2 separate regions of the Oryctolagus cuniculus genome follow, and region 1 is linked to region 2. A link is a contact called in public Micro-C data. All regions are on one chromosome and are shown on one strand. The core of a region is the stretch at or near the end of the contact, and the rest is flanking DNA. Distances in the headings are between cores, read along the strand shown. Region 1 has its middle 59 kb from the start of SUPT7L. Region 2 has its middle 47 kb from the start of PLB1.

The links. A called contact is a pair of places that touch in the nucleus more often than the background predicts.
Region 1: a contact with region 2 is called in a Micro-C map of ear pinna, with 8 times the contacts expected there. The contact joins two enhancer-like sites. A contact is called at or near these places in 2 of 6 Hi-C or Micro-C datasets (ear pinna and an unstated tissue).

What each region holds. Positions count from the first base shown.
Region 1 is chr2:175,283,275-175,288,611 of mOryCun1.1, reverse strand. No RefSeq gene overlaps it. Among named protein-coding and RNA genes, the nearest start is that of SUPT7L, 59 kb to the left of the region's middle. Within about 2 kb of position 1,726, at least 4 of the 8 cell types and tissues checked have an H3K27ac peak or open chromatin away from gene starts, as enhancers often do. A contact at or near this core is called in ear pinna, where this site is marked.
Region 2 is chr2:174,493,622-174,498,498 of mOryCun1.1, reverse strand. No RefSeq gene overlaps it. Among named protein-coding and RNA genes, the nearest start is that of PLB1, 47 kb to the right of the region's middle. Within about 2 kb of position 2,353, at least 2 of the 8 cell types and tissues checked have an H3K27ac peak or open chromatin away from gene starts, as enhancers often do. A contact at or near this core is called in ear pinna, where this site is marked.

The sequences.
Region 1 (5,337 bases), core at 477-2,976, 790 kb before region 2:
CTTTCTTTCTTTCTTTTTTTTTTTTTTTAATTTTTTTGAGAGGGAGATTGGAAAAGAGCCCCAATTTCTGCAATGACTGGGAAAGGACTAGGTCAAAGCCAGGAGCCAGGAGCTGAATCCAGGTCTCCCACATTGAAGTGGGGGAAGTGGGGTTTAATTTTTATTCCAGGATCTTGCTTTGAATAATGCTGGCATATATAAAATACATTTTATTCAGAAGGTGAGAATTGAACACACGTGCTCTTGAGCATACATGGGCAGTGGGCCAGAAGAGAGAAGGAGGAGGAGGCGAAATAGACGGCACCTCAGGACCTGCTCCTGCCTTGTGGGAGGTGAAAGGGGTGCCTTTCCCTGTTTCAGCCTCTTGTGTGGCTCAGGAGGGGAGTGGCTACTCACATGGTGCCACCCCGCCCCCAACCCCCTCCCAAATGAGGAGATCCACCCCGGGAAGGGGGTGGTTTGAGAGACAAGAGGATAGAAGCACATGGAGTCGGGAGGCAGGTCCTAACCTAGCTACCTGCCTTATCCCATCAGGGCTGCCTCCCAGGGTTTGCACTAGCAGGAAGCTGGAATTGGGAGCAGAGCTGAGCCTCAGACCTAGGTATTGTGATGCGGGATGGAGGTGTCTTGACCATAGACCAAATGCCTGCCTCTGACTTTTCTGAAGTGTGCACAGTATCCTTCGTGTTGTGAGACCGGCCTTCAGAGGATGAGGATGAAGGTGCTTAATTTTAGTAGCTGCACATGAATGCATACGAGCATACATGTAATGTATGTTAATGTATTATGTGTATACACATATGCACTATTGCTTAGAATGGGTCCAATTTTTGAAGTGAGTTTATTTAAGAAAAACATTCAGCAAATAATAGGCCAGTAGTATGCAACAAAGCAAAAAGCATGAAACAGGTGTAGCAATAACAAGTTTAAGGAACTGTGGTGAGGTGGGAAGATCTACCAAAGCTAATTAGTCACAAAACTAATTTCAAGTGTGTCACATTTAAGTCATGTAACTGATTAGGCTGCTGGCCTTAAATGAGGCTGTTTCCTCATCAGTGAAGTTGGAAAGGAATGTCTGCCCTCCTTAGCTCAATCAGAATATGTGAGAGCTTGTTGAAGCCTGGAAGGCACTGTGCCCACCTCTGCTGGTGCTGGTATCCCATTCCCTCTGCCCGGGACCTCCTCTTTACTGCCTTAGGGAATGCCTGTATATCCCAGTTGCCCAAGGACTGAGTCCAGTTCATCTTGCTGTCCACACCTGGGTTTGCCCAGAGGAGGGCTGGAGAATCCCTGGGATCAGTCTGGGAACAAGTCCCAACTCATGTCACTGTTTGCTTTGTCATCCTGATCCAATGACCTCATACGAGGAAGGGAGGGAGCAGGAGGAGTTGCTCTCGTCCAGATACCTAAGGAGGCTTCTGACGTCTACTGTTTTCCTTGGCTTGAGCAGGGCAGGCAGTAGGCTGTGATTTTTAAGGTCTGAGCTCATCTTGGAGTTGGAGAACAGCACCTCCCACAGCTGAGCAGACTGCTCCTTGGGGAGCTGCCTTGAACAAAGGGGTGGAGGGGGCTGGACTGGGCATCAGAACCCAGCGCTGCTTCCTGGAGGGGCTCCGGAACACAGGCCCTACCCCCGAGTCTCACCAGTCCCAGTGCTGCTGCCTGTGTGAACGCTAAGAAAGGGGGTGTTGCTTAGACGGGAGAAAGAGCCTAAGGCTAGGACAGCTCCTAAACTGGTCCTTCCCTGGTCCCCAGGGCTCAGCCAGCTGGGAGTGACAGAGCCTCCAGGGACCCCAGGTCCAAATTGTTTAACTCCAGGATTCCTTTTGTCATCCTTATCCCACCCCTGCCACCACCCTGGACTTAATTAAGGCTTAACTAAATTATCTTGTTGGCCAAAACAAATTGAATTTATTCATTATTCATTTCCAAGTTTTCGGTAATCAGATTTCCATGGCTGCAATAAGTGCTTACGATCAACACAAGATAAAAAACTAACATTGCTACACTGCCTTAGTATCCAGTCAGAACAAAAGCAAAGAAATTCAACATTTTAGCTACCCTGCTATATCCTGGTTAGGCTTTCCAAAATGTAAAAAGTAGCTGGCAGAATGCCTGGGGAGTCAGTTCAAGGTGTTAGAGGTGGTGACGGAACAGCAGGGTTTTAAAGGATAAGTTTGTGCAAAAGGGGAATTAAAGTATTTTGGTGCAAAAGTTTGAGATCTATTTGTAGTTTCTACATAATATGTATTTTCCTTGAACTTCCTGAAGTCCTTTCAAGTGAGTTCACAGGCAGTGAGCGGTACACTGTAGGCAGAGGACCAGAAGGAGCCAGGTGCTAGTCCTGACACCTCCATCCCAAGGCTGTGGATCAGGCTGTGGCTTGAAGCCACTGGCTGGGAGCCAGGGTATGGAATGTAGCTTATGAAGGCGGGGATGAGAATTGGAACTCTGTGGCTGAGTATCCCAGGCTTTTCACATTACAGTCCCAGAGGAATGGAGGCAGAAAATCCCACTGGAGTCCCTTTGGTTCCCAAGAGCAGGAGGGGAAAAGAACTCAGCAAAGGATAAGCCAGAGCCCTGCCGCAGAGCTGGCCTGAGACATGTCTCCCACCCTGGCTGCCCCACCCCTTAGCTGCAAGAGCAAAGCATTTATTTTCTATGATTTTTAAAAATTGGCTCATCTCGTAAATGTTCCAGAGTCAGAACAGGCTGTGCCATGGCTGAAACAAACCTGCTGAACAAATAAACAAGGCAGGCTGCAGGGGCAGGGAGAGCGCGGGCACGCGGCCCCAGCCAGTCCACGGCTGCCGCAGTCTCCCCCGAATCTTCCTAACAGGGAGGGGTGGGATTTTGGGGTCCCTTCCAGCTCTGTGATCTAAGAAGTTCACACAGAGGGGAAGACGTCGGGGTCGCCTGCGTGGAAGCCTGCTTTTCCACTGCATAGTGATGCTAAGAGCCGGGAGGGGCAGCAGACATCGCAGGCAGACCCTGAAGCCAGAGCTCAGCCATTTGCTTGCTCATCAGACGCTGAGTGTCGATCTGCCCCTTTCCTGAAGGAGCATTCAGGTGGTCTAGCAGAGAAGAGAATGTCACAGTTCCTTGCATTCTCCAAGCTCTTGCCTACCCCAGGGCCTTTGTTCCTGCTCTTCTTACCACCCAGATTGCCAATCCCCTTCCTCTTTGTTCTTTAGGCTCAGTGTAAATGTCATTTCCCTAGGAAGGATTTCCATAGGGTCCTCCAGACCTCGCATGTCTCCCACCACACTGCATCACCCTCACAGAATTTACAGCCGCTTGGAATGGCGTTTCTGCCAGGGTCGTTAGTCGTGCCTTCCCCATCTTTCTGACCAGAGTATAAATTCAATGGGAGTACGAATTCTTTTGTACTTACCACTTCTGGGGCATTTGCAGCATATATTTGGTTTTGGCCCATGCCAGATTTTTTACTAATGTACTTAATCCTCTCGACGGCCCTAGAGAGGCAAGATGTTACGTGTGCATTTAGAGCGAGGAGACAGGCAACGAGGGCTGGAAGTATCTTTTCAGGGCTCTTTCCAGCGTCACCCACTGTAGGGGCGGATGACAGGAGGCTCTGAGCATGGCATCCGGCTTTATTTTTTCTTTTTTTACTTTTTATTTTGAAATACTTTTAATTTGCCAAAAAGCTGCAAGACTCTTTGCAAGTGCAAAGAACTCCTATGTACTCTTCTCTCAGGCTCAGCAAATGTTAACATCGTCTACGTTGGTTTTAATGTTCTCCCTTCTTGTGTGCACGCTCATATGTGTTCTCTTTCCTTGAGTCATTTGAGAGGAAGCCACGGGCACTGCACCTCTTTATCATTTTTCAGAATGTATTTTTTTTCAAAGACTATTTATTTATTTGAAAGGCAGAGTTATGGGGCAGGGCAGGGGAGAGAGAAGGAGAGGGAGAGAGAGATCTTCCATCATCTGGTTCACCTCCCAGAAGGCCACAATGCTGAGCTGATGCCAGGAGCAAGGAGCTTCCTCCGGACTTCCCACATGGGTGCAGATGGCCCAGGTGGCTTGGGCCATCTTCTGGTGCTTTTGCAGGCACATCAGCAGAGAGCTGGATCACAAATGGAGCAGCAGGGACACGAACCAGCACCCATATGGGATGTTGGCATTACAGGCAGAGGCTTAACCTGCTTTATCACAATGCTGGCCCAGTGTGTATTTCTTAAAAAGTAAGTTCTCTTACATAAATCAGAGACTTTTACATGGATATAAATTATTGTTTAATAAACAATCATATTAAGACATATGCAGCTCTCCAAAAATGGCCTTAATGCTTTTTTTTCTGGCCCAGTGTCCAATCCAGATTACACATTCCATTTGGTTGTCATATCAGCTTAGGGCTTGACTTAGAACAGTTCCCCAGCCTTTCTTGGTCTTTCATGACATTGATGTTTGTCAAGAACGCAGGCCAGTGGTTGTAGAATGCGGTTGTGTGCTCCGGATGACATTCAGGTTAAGCATTCGCTGGTAGGAAGTGCACAGAAGTGATGCTGTGTTCCCAGCGCATCGTGTCAGGAGCCACATGATGTGTGTCCCAGCCCTGATGGTAATTAACTTTGATCCCTTGACTAAGGATGTGTCTGTCAGGTTTGCCCGCAATTACTATCTTTTACCCTGATACTTGGTCATTGGAGTGGGGAGGATAATTAAGGCTGTAAATACCCTGACCTCATCAGACTTTTGCATCCATTGATGATTTCTTGACTGAATCAGTTGTTAGTATGACAATTGCAGAATTGAGATCTTGGTTCTGCTTTGAAGGCTGGTGCCTATTCCAGGATGACAGGTTAGGACAGAAGGGAGGAGGGAACAGGAAATCTAATACTGCAGGCAGCTGGTTTCTCAAATGTCTCTTGAGATAGAAGGGGACAGTATTGACTTCCATTTCTGCAACAAAATACCTGAAAGTGGGTGATTTGTAAGGCGAAGAGGTTCAGATCTTCAGGGTTAAGAGCAGAGGGCAGGCTTCTCCTGGGCTGTAGCGAGAGCCCCATAGAAGATGGCATCACGTGGTTGGCTGCTTCTCAGCCTGGGAGAGGGGAGTGCTCCAGGAGTGGACATTGGATCTGGAGGTCCTCAGGGTCATCATCTTAAGGCCTTGATTTACATGCAGCGCCGCTGTGGGAGCAGCCCCTGGCGGGGAGTGGCCTGGGCATCTCCCGGCTGCTGCCCTCTTCAGCCCAGGTGGCAGAGCCCGCCCCAGACGCTGACTCATCAGTTCCTTTTGCTGGGCACTGCTGTATCTCTGCTTAGAAAGGCAGGAAACTCAACTCTGATATTTTACAAAGTCTTTCAACA
Region 2 (4,877 bases), core at 1,104-3,603:
TTTGCCAGATATATGTGTTGTGAATATTATTATTTGCAAACTGTCTTGCCTGTTTTCTTCTGGTCTCCCTTGTGGGTACAGGGGCCCAAGCACTTGGGCCATCTTCCACTGCTTTTCCCAGGCACATTAGCAGGGAGCTGGATGAGAAGTGGAGCAGCCAGGACTTGAAGCGGCACCCATGTGGGATGTTGGCACTGCAGGTGGTGGTTTAACCACTACATGCCATAGCACCGGTCCTTTGCCTATTTTCTTAACAATCCCATTTGATTAAGAAAAACATCAAAATCCAATGTATCAATTCTGTTTTGTAATGGTTTGTGATTTTCTTTTTTCCTGACCTATTTAAAAAACCTTTGCCTTCAGCAAAAGTATGAGGCTTCTCCCCTGCATTGCCTGTAGAAGCTTTAGAGTTTCAGGTTTATGGTTTAGGTCTCTAATCTGTCTACAAATAACTTTTGAGTATGAGGTAGAGTAAGGGCCCATGTTCATTTTTAAATATCCAGTTGTTCTAACACCATTTAAATTTCATCAAGATTTTCTTTCTCTGTTGAGACACCTTGGTGCCTTTGATGAGGATCAAGTGCGGGCATGTGTTTGGGTCAACTTCTAGAATGTTCTGTTACCTGGATCCCCATGTCTCTTCTTACATCAGTAGCGTGTTGCCATGGTTCGATAGCTTTGCAGCAAGTCCCAAATCCTCCAACAGGTCACGTACCTTTGAACCCAACTCTGTTTCTACCATGTTCACTCTGTCCTTTCCTCCCCTCAGGCAGTGGGATGCAGGGCAGCACAGAATGGGGGCCTTCCTGGCTTTGGTTCTGAAAGCCCAAGTGCTTAGGGGAGCAGAAATGCGAAGTTTGGGGGACAACGTGGTAGAGAGCAGCTGCCCCTCCCGCCTCTGGCCAACAATCCTTCTACGACCAGAGAAAAGTCCCCTACCTGAGCAGCAAGAGAGGATCTGGGAGAAATCGGGGAGCAGCTGTACCCCGCTTTATGTTGGGTTGGGGGTCTCGGGAAGCAGCGGTTCCCCAGGGAGGGGCTGGAGCAGGCTGGCAGAGCTCCGCTGTCTGTGGAGGGCCCCCGCGTGGCCCTGACAGGACCATGGACAGGACAGTGGCCATCCCAACAGAAGTCTACCCGATGCCCAGGCTCTCTGCGAACCTTCTAGAAAATTGTGCTAACACCAGAAAAGACAGGGGCTCCTGAGTGGCCCCTTTAACTTCCCACCAGCTGGGCAGCGAGGCGTGACAACCGAGCTACGGCACTGGAAAGAAAGTCATTTCTCTTGAACAGCTGGTTAGTTGCTGAGGTTTCTCCTCATTTTATATGGAACTTCTAAGGAACCATTTTTACGTGATTAAGCTAAGGCTCATGGTGAGCATTAGCATGTGGTGCAGCACCCATGCCTTCTGACGGGAGGGGAGCAATCGGGACAGCCCCACGCGGGAGCAGGCTTGCCTGCCTCACACAGCGTCCAGCCCCGTGTGTGGGATAGCAAACGCTAGCCAACCGCTCGCTCGTCCTTACTCGTGTTCCTCTGTCCTGAAATACCTGAACGGAGTCCTTCCAGTCTGCACGCTGCCCTGTGCTGAGCAGCTGAGGTCTCAGGAGGAGAGCTCTGGGGGTGGGGGGTGAGCCCCGTTTCCCATAGCTGACGCCGGCTCAGGCTCGCTGCAGAGAACGTGGGGGTGGGGCTGCTCGTGTTCACGGTCCCGGGGTTATTTTCCATGCTGTGCCGTGTCCTGCCTACGCCCATGCCAGGTATGGGGAAGCTGAGGCTGCAGCCCTGTTTACCAAGTGCCAGGAAAGTCTCTTGTGCGTGTTGTTTTGCTTAGATTAGCATGTGCAGTCTGCACCGTAACTCCAAGAATGTAAAAGAGCGACGTTTCAAAATGCATTGCGATGACATATGCCTGGGCTGTGATCTCACAGCCACACGGAAAAGGGAAAACAGACCAAAAATGTTTGCCTGCCTGGCGCCATGGGATGTGAGAGCATTACCACCCCCCACTGTGCACACACTCTGTAGGGCGAGCCCCAGGATTGGGCCCTTCCACAGCAGCCAAGGCTGGGCTGGGCTGAGGCCAGGGGTGCCTGGGTCAGAGGAGCACGGTCACCCAGAGCTCAGTGAGCTCCCGTGTTCCCCCAGGCAGGTGCGGGGGCTGTGGCTCCTCCCTGGGAAAACCACCTTCCCCCCTGGGGGGGGGGTGCGGGAGCTGGGAGGAAGAGGTCAGAACTTGCAATCCATTTTGAAAACAAAGCCTCGCTCCCCACTGGGTCCTGTGGCCCCGACTCCTGGTGCAGGCCCACGTGGCCTTGCTCCAAGGAGCCCTGAACCCGGTCACCCTCGGCAGTCAGGCTGTGACGCGCACGGGCCTCTTACTCACCCCGAAGTCATCAGTCGCGTTTCCAGGAGTGACTAATTCAGGGAGGGCGGGGGAGGGGAGGGGATTCCAGTTGGGGGCTGGGGGGGTGGGGTGGGTAGGAGAGTGTGTGTGTGTGTGTGTGTGAGTGTGTGTGTGAGTGTGTGTATGAATGTGATGCTGGCAGTTAAGGACATTGCAAGCCAGAGCAACAAGGAGCCCTCCTGTCACTCACCCACAGGTGGTTGGGAAATTGGGCTGGCTCTGAGGAGGGAGGCCCACGGGGCACCTTTGTGACTTGTAATGAAGCAAACCACACATTTATCTCCCACCTTATTCTGGCTGACCCCGCCAGGGAGCAGGTCAGAGGTGCTGTCTCAGCTTTGTAGCCTGGCTGGCTGGTGCCCTGGTGCCCCCTCACTAGGAAACAGTGCACCTGCAGCTCTGGGCCGTGAGCGCCCCTGGAAGCACAGCGCTGCTGGCCCTTGGTCTCCTTTTCTCCCCTAGATGAGGTTCCACAGCTGCGCGCAGCCCAGGCCCTGCAATTATCCACAGCACACCTTCCCAGGGTCTCAGTGGCGGGGACCCTGGCTCAGGGGCAGTGCTGGGTCATTGTCCCTTCCTCCTGCCCAGGAGCTCTGGCTGCCGTCAGGCCAGACCCTTTGACAAGGCAGTGGGAGGTGAGGTGGCAAAGCCAGGAGGGCTGAGAGCAGAGAGGGGAGGCAGTGAGAGGCTGTGGGGGACCGAGAGCAGGGACCAGCCATCCTGCCGGCCCAAGCCCAGTGGGTCAGGCATTGCAGCAGTGGATTGGCCGAGGGCCCTGGCATCTTAACTGGGCGCCTTCCTTTGTCTCCCAGCCCCCTCCTCACCAGAAACCCACTGAGAGCACCCTTAGTGCCCTGGACAAGGAAGCCCCAGAGGGAGCAGAGCTGGGAGAGGCACGCCCATCTCAGGAAATATCTCTGGGCCTAGCAAGGTGGTGCACTGGACACGAGTTTCCTTTTTCTTTTCTTTTTAAAATTTTAATTCTTGCATTTTTACTGGTTAAGCCATTTTAATTTTTTTTTATTTTTTATAGGCAGAGTGGACAGTGAGAGAGAGAGAGATAGAGAGAAAGGTCTTCCTTTTGCTGTTGGTTCACCCTCTAATGGCCGGCTGCGGCTGGCGCATTGCACTGATCTGAAGCCAGGAGCCAGGTGCTTCTCCTGGTCTCCAATGGGGTGCAGGGCCCAAGCACTTGGGCCATCCTCCACTGCACTCCCTGGCCACAGCAGAGAGCTGGCCTGGAAGAGGGGGAACCGGGACAGAATCCGGCGCCCCAACCGGGACTAGAACCCCGTGTGCCAGCGCTGCAAGGCGGAGGATTAGCCTATTGAGCCATGGTGCTGGTCTGGTTAAACCATTTTAAATTATTTTATTTTCAAGTTTTTATTTGAATGGCAGGAAGAGGGAGAGGACACAGAGAGACCTTCCACCTGCTGGCACATCCCACAAAGGGCCATGACAGCCAGGAGCCCTGAACTCCATCTGGGTCTCCCACATGGGTGGCAGGGGCCCAAGCACTTGAGGGTCACCTGCTGCCTCCCAGGTGCCTCAGCTGGAAACTGGCTCAGGAGCAGAGGTGCTGGGACCGGAACCTGGCCCTGCGTTACGGGATGCCGGCGTCGAGAGCAGCCACTTCACCGCCGTACCACGTGTCTGCCCCGGAGCGCGTCTGTGGTCTTCACAGGACTTCCCTGTGAGGCAGATGTGGTTGGTGTGTAGGATGGTGAGGCTCCAGGGGCTGTGTGGCTTGGGCTGCTTCCCCAGGCTGGCGAGGGCAGGGAGCGGAGTGCGAATCCAGACCGAGATGTGTGGCGGTCAGCTTCATGGATCCACCCTGCCTTGGAGAGTCTCCCACAGCCCAGGAGAAGCTCCCTAGACCATCTCATCCCAGGCGCTGGCCTAGGTGGTGACCAGCAACAAAGCAGGGCAGAGACAATGACTTCTGAGACCAGAGGCCGTGTGCGATGGGCTGAACGGTGCCCCCTGTAGCCCCTCCCCCCAGTTCGCACGTTGAGGCCCCAAGCCGCAGTAGTTAAGAATGTGACTGCATTTGGAGACAGGGTGGCTCAAGAGGTGACTAAGTTAACTGGAGGTTGCTGGGGTGGGTTCTGAAGCAACGGGACTGGCATCCTTGCAAAAGGGAGCAATCTGGACACAGACCTGCGGTGGGGGTGGGGCGTGTGCAGGTGTAGGGAGATGGTGGCCATTCTGCTGACACCTCTCAGACTTCCAGCCTCCAGAACTATCAGCAAATAAATTGCTGTGTCGAAGCCACCCTGTGCACAGAACCGTGTGATGCCAGCCCTAGGCAATTGCTACAGGTCCCCTGTAAGAATCGCTCCGAGCCGAATCCAAATCGTTGGCTGGCTGAGGAAAAGACGTGCCTGGGAAGGGCTCTCAGATAGGCAGAGAAGATTTGAATTTTGATTTTTGCAACCAGCCTCCTCCCTCTTGTTGAAACTTCCTGTT